Linked DNA regions of Capra hircus: region 1 is linked to region 2. A link is a contact called in public Hi-C data. All regions are on one chromosome and are shown on one strand. The core of a region is the stretch at or near the end of the contact, and the rest is flanking DNA. Distances in the headings are between cores, read along the strand shown.

What was found. A called contact is a pair of places that touch in the nucleus more often than the background predicts.
Region 1: a Hi-C map of blood shows a contact between it and region 2, with 2.8 times the contacts expected there. The contact joins the promoter of HK1 here to the enhancer-like site in region 2. A contact is called at or near these places in 2 of 5 Hi-C or Micro-C datasets (both in blood).

Annotation. Positions count from the first base shown.
Region 1 is chr28:19,974,541-19,977,240 of ARS1.2, forward strand. HK1 (hexokinase-1) reads right to left here and starts at 1,391. Exons shown (of 18, transcript XM_018042326.1): 1 at 1,156-1,391. The coding sequence starts at 1,218.
Region 2 is chr28:19,895,899-19,898,598 of ARS1.2, forward strand. TACR2 (substance-K receptor) reads left to right here. Exons shown (of 5, transcript XM_005699135.3): 3 at 1,113-1,266; 4 at 1,873-2,069. Among named protein-coding and RNA genes, the nearest start is that of TACR2, 6.5 kb to the left of the region's middle. Within about 2 kb of position 1,338, at least 1 of the 5 cell types and tissues checked has an H3K27ac peak or open chromatin away from gene starts, as enhancers often do.

The DNA of each region.
Region 1 (2,700 bases), core at 141-2,640, 79 kb after region 2:
CGGGTGACCTTGATGAGGTGACCTCACTACCCTGAGCAGGCCTGTTTCCTCTTGTGCCAGAGGCGGGGGCTGTCCCGGGTGATTAGGAAGAGAAGAGCATTGAACTTCCGGTGGCTACAGCTCTATGGCTCCTGCCTCTCACCTGTAGGTAGCGCTCCCTTGTTGGAACTCCAAAGTCAGGTTGACTTTGCTCTCCAGCCCACTTTATCCCAGCAATGTCACTCACTTTGGGTGTGGGTCAGGAGCATCTGCCAGGCTCGGCAATGATAAAATGGGCGTCTTTCCCTACAGTTTAGGCTGTTTCTTAAAAACTTGGTGCCAAAGCTGGTAGAAGGGAGAGATACACCTTTCACACCTGCCAGCTGACAGTTTGTTATGTTAGAAGTCAGGGAAGGGAGATGTGTCCTTGTGCAAGAACACACACGCCACAAGCATACAAGTCAAGACCTCCATCCGACTCAAAAGAGCAGTCTCTTATTTGAGCTCCCTTGGGCTGGTGGGAAATTACAGCTTAAGAGAGCGGTCACGTAGAGGGATTAAAAAAAAAATTCCATTCAGACGTACCGCTCCAGACCTGAGGTCTATGAGCAAAGTTTCCGGTGGCCTCCGCGCCCCTCCCTGTTTCAGGAAACCATGCGGGTCGTTCGGTCCTCAGATTAAGGGAGCAGCCGCAATAGCTGGGAGAGCTTGGGGTGACAGTTTTCCCGGACCCCTGACGCCCTCCACCAGGAACCCCAAATATGGGATGCCTGGCCTCCAGCCAGCACCCCCGCCTGCCGCGCACTCACCTCCCCAGCATCTCTGTGATCACTCCGCCCACGGCGCTAGGACCGTACCAAACAGGCCCTACGGACCAGCCCACCAGTCCCCACATGGCCACCTCCCCGCATGGCCCGGGGGCCCATTTGACTTCCACAGCCCGTTTCAAGGACACTGCAGCAGGGAGCCCAGTCTCGAGGGTCTTTCCTCAACACATACACAGACGGCCCCAGGAAGAATCGAAAGGCGAAGACTTCCCCACCGCCCGACAATCCAACCAATGCTGGCCTGAGGGAGGCTGGGCGCGGGAGGATGGAGGCGGCTGCGGCGGCGAGCGGATGCCGGAATGCAAGGCTGCGGGCAGAGCGCCGGGCGGCGGCAGCGGCCCCGGCTCACCTTTTTGACTTGGTCATCCTTCAGTTCGGTGAAGTAATAAGCTAGGAGCTGCGCGGCGATCATGCTGGCGGTCGGGGGCTCGGGGCGACAGGCGGGCGGCCGGCGTCTGTCCTCCGCAGCCCGGGCGATCAGTGGTCCTCTGGCGGCTGCTCCGCGGCTCCTCCTCCTCCTCCCGCGGCTCCTCCCCCACCACCCGGAGCGCGGCGCCGGCTCACGCGCTCCCCGTCTGCGCGCTCCCGTCCGCGCGAGGGTGACAGTCGCCAGCCGGCCCACCTCCTCGGCGCCCATTGGCTGCCGCGCGCCTCGGCTGCGCCGGGCGGCGGCGGGCGGGCCAGGACCTGGGGGGCGCGGTGGCCGCTCCTCCCAGCGTCTGAAAGAGGGCGGGCGACGCTGCGAAATCCCCCACGGCCAGGCATCTCCCGGCACGTCCCCCACGTAGGGAGCCGGCGCAGGGGCGGGAGGCTTTGTCGCGCGCGCACCGCCACGCGTGGCGGCGCCCTGCTTGGGCGGGGCGCAGGCGGGGAGGCGGCATCGCCCGGCCCGGCTGGCTGGGGAACTGGGCAGGCGGGGGGCGGGGACGCAGTCCCCCTTCTCGGAAATTAGGGTTAGCCCCTGTTAGTTCCAAGGAAGGGGAGACGCCCTAAGGGGACTCGAAGAAGTGGCCTTGAAAAGCGAGCGGGGCCTGTGGCGGCGAATGCGAGAGGCTTGGGAGGCTTGGCTGTCCTCGCCCTGGGGCCCCACGCCTGCCAGCTCTCGCGGGCCCAAGGGGTCCTCACCGACGGGGCATCACCCCACTCCACCCTGGCCCGCCCGTGCTGCAGCTCCTCCAGGCCTGATCCTCCGGCTGGAGGATTTGTATTGCTAAACCAAGAGCGACGCCCCACAGCGTCCGTCCCTGAGTCACCGGTTCTTTGAGCCGTCTTCCCCAAGGGCGCACGCCGCACGCCGCTGGGCGGGACTTGAGCTGCGGGCACTGGCCCCAACCCCTGGGCTCCCAAGCGCCCAGGCCCAGGCTCAGTGGAGTTTGGGGGACAGTTTAGGCGCCCCTCTTAGATGCCGCCTTTTTCACATCCTGGAGGAAGTTAGCTGGGTTGGGAGGAATCCCCGGAAAACTATTCAGTTCTAAAATACGGAAGGGAGGTGCGGAATCAGAGGTGTTTATGCTGCTGCTAGTACTGATGGCAGCCATAGGATTCTTAGATTAATTGCTTCTGTGTGCCAGACACCACCAGGCGCTTTACTGCCTTACGAGAGGACGTGAACTGAACTCCAAATACAAAGAAGTGGTTACTGATTCATCGGGTAAGCAAGTGGGGGCTCACTGAGGCCATGTGTCCTACTTATACAACCAGAAAGCTGTCGATCTAGGATTAGACTTTGAGTCTGTGTGTTTTCAAACCAGTGCTCACCCCTGGGTTTTATGTCCTCCCAGTGGTAGGTAGCCGCTCTGCCTAAACAGGCCATGGTACTGGAACCAAGGCAGCAGAGATGGCCAGTGTCCAGCCCCATAACCTCTACCTGAGCCCTGGATCCTCGGAACCCCTG
Region 2 (2,700 bases), core at 88-2,587:
CTCTTGAAAGGGGCCCAGAAAGGCTGGCACACGTGGAGGAGAGAAGTGGCTTGGGAACACCTCAGTTTTCCTAGAAGAAGGTCACATGGGGCCAGGGGTCTTGGGTCCATCCACCAAATGCTCCTGCCTGGGTCTTGTTGGAGCGTGACTGCAGCACCACTCAGAAACCAGAAGGGGCAGCATGCATGTCCTTTACCCCAAAGGAAATAAAAGGGCCTCAGCACAGCCCTGGGTGTCCGCCATGGGGACTGGATGAGCACCATCAGTGGTGTTCCAGGCCACTTGCTCACAGCAGAAAGTGTGTCTGCTGATGTGAGCCGTGTTCCCAACAATGCTCACAGTCAGGAAGAGGTGATCCGACAGCTTGAACAGTGTGGCCCATCTTCACTGCCCCATTCCCTGGTAGGGATGCTGGTGCAGGATAGAAACACATCAACTCCCGGAAATCTATTTAGACAGACAGATGCAGATATAGATGATATACATAATGTATCTAATACATGTGTATATACACACATATAATGCATGATTCTGGAAGAAAGCATTCCAAATCGTTAATAGTGGTAGGGGTGGGATATGTAATTTTACTTCCTCTTTTGTGCTTAATGGGGCTTCCCTGATAGCTCAGCTGGTGAAGAATCTGCCTGCAATGCAGGAGACCCCAGTTCGATTCCTGAGTTGGGAAGATCCCCTGGAGACGGGAAAGGCTACCCACTCCAGTATTCTGGCCTAGAGAATTCCATGGACTATACAGTCCGTGCGGTCGCAAAGAGTCAGACACGACTGAGCCACTTTCACTTGTGCTTAATGTCATTATAAATTTTAAACAAATTTATTGGTTAACTCTTTCATTCCTATTTATTTCCTCGTTTGATAACTTCTCTGCCACTTGGAAGGACTCAGAGCTTACACTGGTGTCCATTTTGCGGCAGGGGAAGCCCTCACTGGGCACATATGCTAGTCGGTTTGCCTTAAAAAAAAAAAAAATTAAACCAAGGTCTTGGGAGGCGGCCCCCGGGGTGGCCTGTCAGGAAAACTCAGGGGCACTGCAAGGTCCTGGGGACTGAGCTCTGGCAGTCGCCAAGTGCCCAGGCCCTTGACTCTCCCTCCAGGTACCATCTCGTAGTGATCGCCCTCATTTACTTCCTGCCTCTCGTGGTGATGTTCGTCGCCTACAGTGTCATCGGACTCACGCTCTGGAGACGCTCTGTCCCTGGGCACCAGGCTCATGGTGCCAACTTGCGCCACCTGCAGGCCAAGAAGAAGGTGAACTCCGGGGGCGGAGGGGGCGGGGTCAGGGCGGGGCCGGAAGTTTGGCCACGCCTCGGCATCGGCCATTCCGGGCCCACCGGCGAAAGGGCGCCGCGGAGGGTAGACTCTGCCTGTACCTTGCGTTTGTCCCAAGTTTCTGGCCAGAGCCTTCATTCCTGCTTCCCCAGGCCGGCCGACTTGCCTTTGGTCTTTGGGTTGTGACAGACACAGATTGCAGCGAGTGGGGGTCTTGCGGACCCATAGCTGGCAGGGTCTCTCCAAAGGATGGGGTTAGGAGCGAGAGCTCATCCACTCTCCAGGGAAGGGAACTGCTTTGCTCAAAGAAGGATCCAGGATGCCTTTTAGAGAAGGAGGCATTGAACTGGGCTTTGAGGAGTGAGGACTAAGAAGGAAAGACAGCAGTGTGAGCCTAGAGACCAGCCTGAGCAAAAGCCCTCAGGTAGAGGGCCCAGGAGTGCCTGGGTAGCAGGTGTTCTGGGGGACCTGATTATTGAGGGCTTCTCAGGCTGGCATGAGGGGTGCCCCACCCTCACCCTCAGGAAGACTGGTGGGTCTTGGGGCATCCGGGCTGCGGAGTGACCGGAGTGTCTCCTGGCCCAGTTCGTGAAGACCATGGTGCTGGTGGTGGTGACGTTTGCCATCTGCTGGCTGCCCTACCACCTCTACTTCATCCTGGGCACCTTCCAGGAGGACATCTACTGCCGCAAGTTCATCCAGCAGGTCTACCTGGCGCTCTTCTGGCTGGCCATGAGCTCCACCATGTACAATCCCATCATCTACTGCTGCCTCAACCACAGGTGAGCCCCCCCCCCAGCCCCTCTCCTCAGCCTGGCTCCATCCGGACCCCCCTGCACAGCGCCACCCACCCCCATGGGATTGCCATCCTCACAGGGATCCCCCAGCATAATCCTCGCTGGAGCCCCACCCCCTCCCCAAAGCTCTGCCCGATGCCCAGGCCACAGCTTTCAGGTCCGCCTGCTCCTGCTCTTTCTTCCGGGGGCTGCACCTGGGACAAGGAGAAGAGAGAAGGGAGGGACAGAGAGATGGAGGGAGGGGCAGAGAGGCAGAAGGACAGCCAGAGAGGGAGGAAGGAAGGAGCCAGGTAAAGGAGGGAGGGACTTGGCTACTTCCCTAGTGGTCCGGTGGTTAAGACTTTGCCTGCCAATGCAGGGGTTGTGGGTTTGATCCCTGGTTGGGGAGCTAAGATCACACGTGCCTATCAGCCAAAAAAAACCCACAAAATATAAAGCAATATTGTAAGAAATTCAATAAAGACAAAAGAAACAACAACAAGAAGGAGGGAGGTACTGATGTTTTTAAGAGCTTTCTACATTGAGGAGGCACTGAGGACTGTCTGTAGGCGAGAACAGTGCCAGCCACAGCAAATGAAGCACTCAGCCTGAGGGCTGGGGCCGCGGCTGGAGGGGA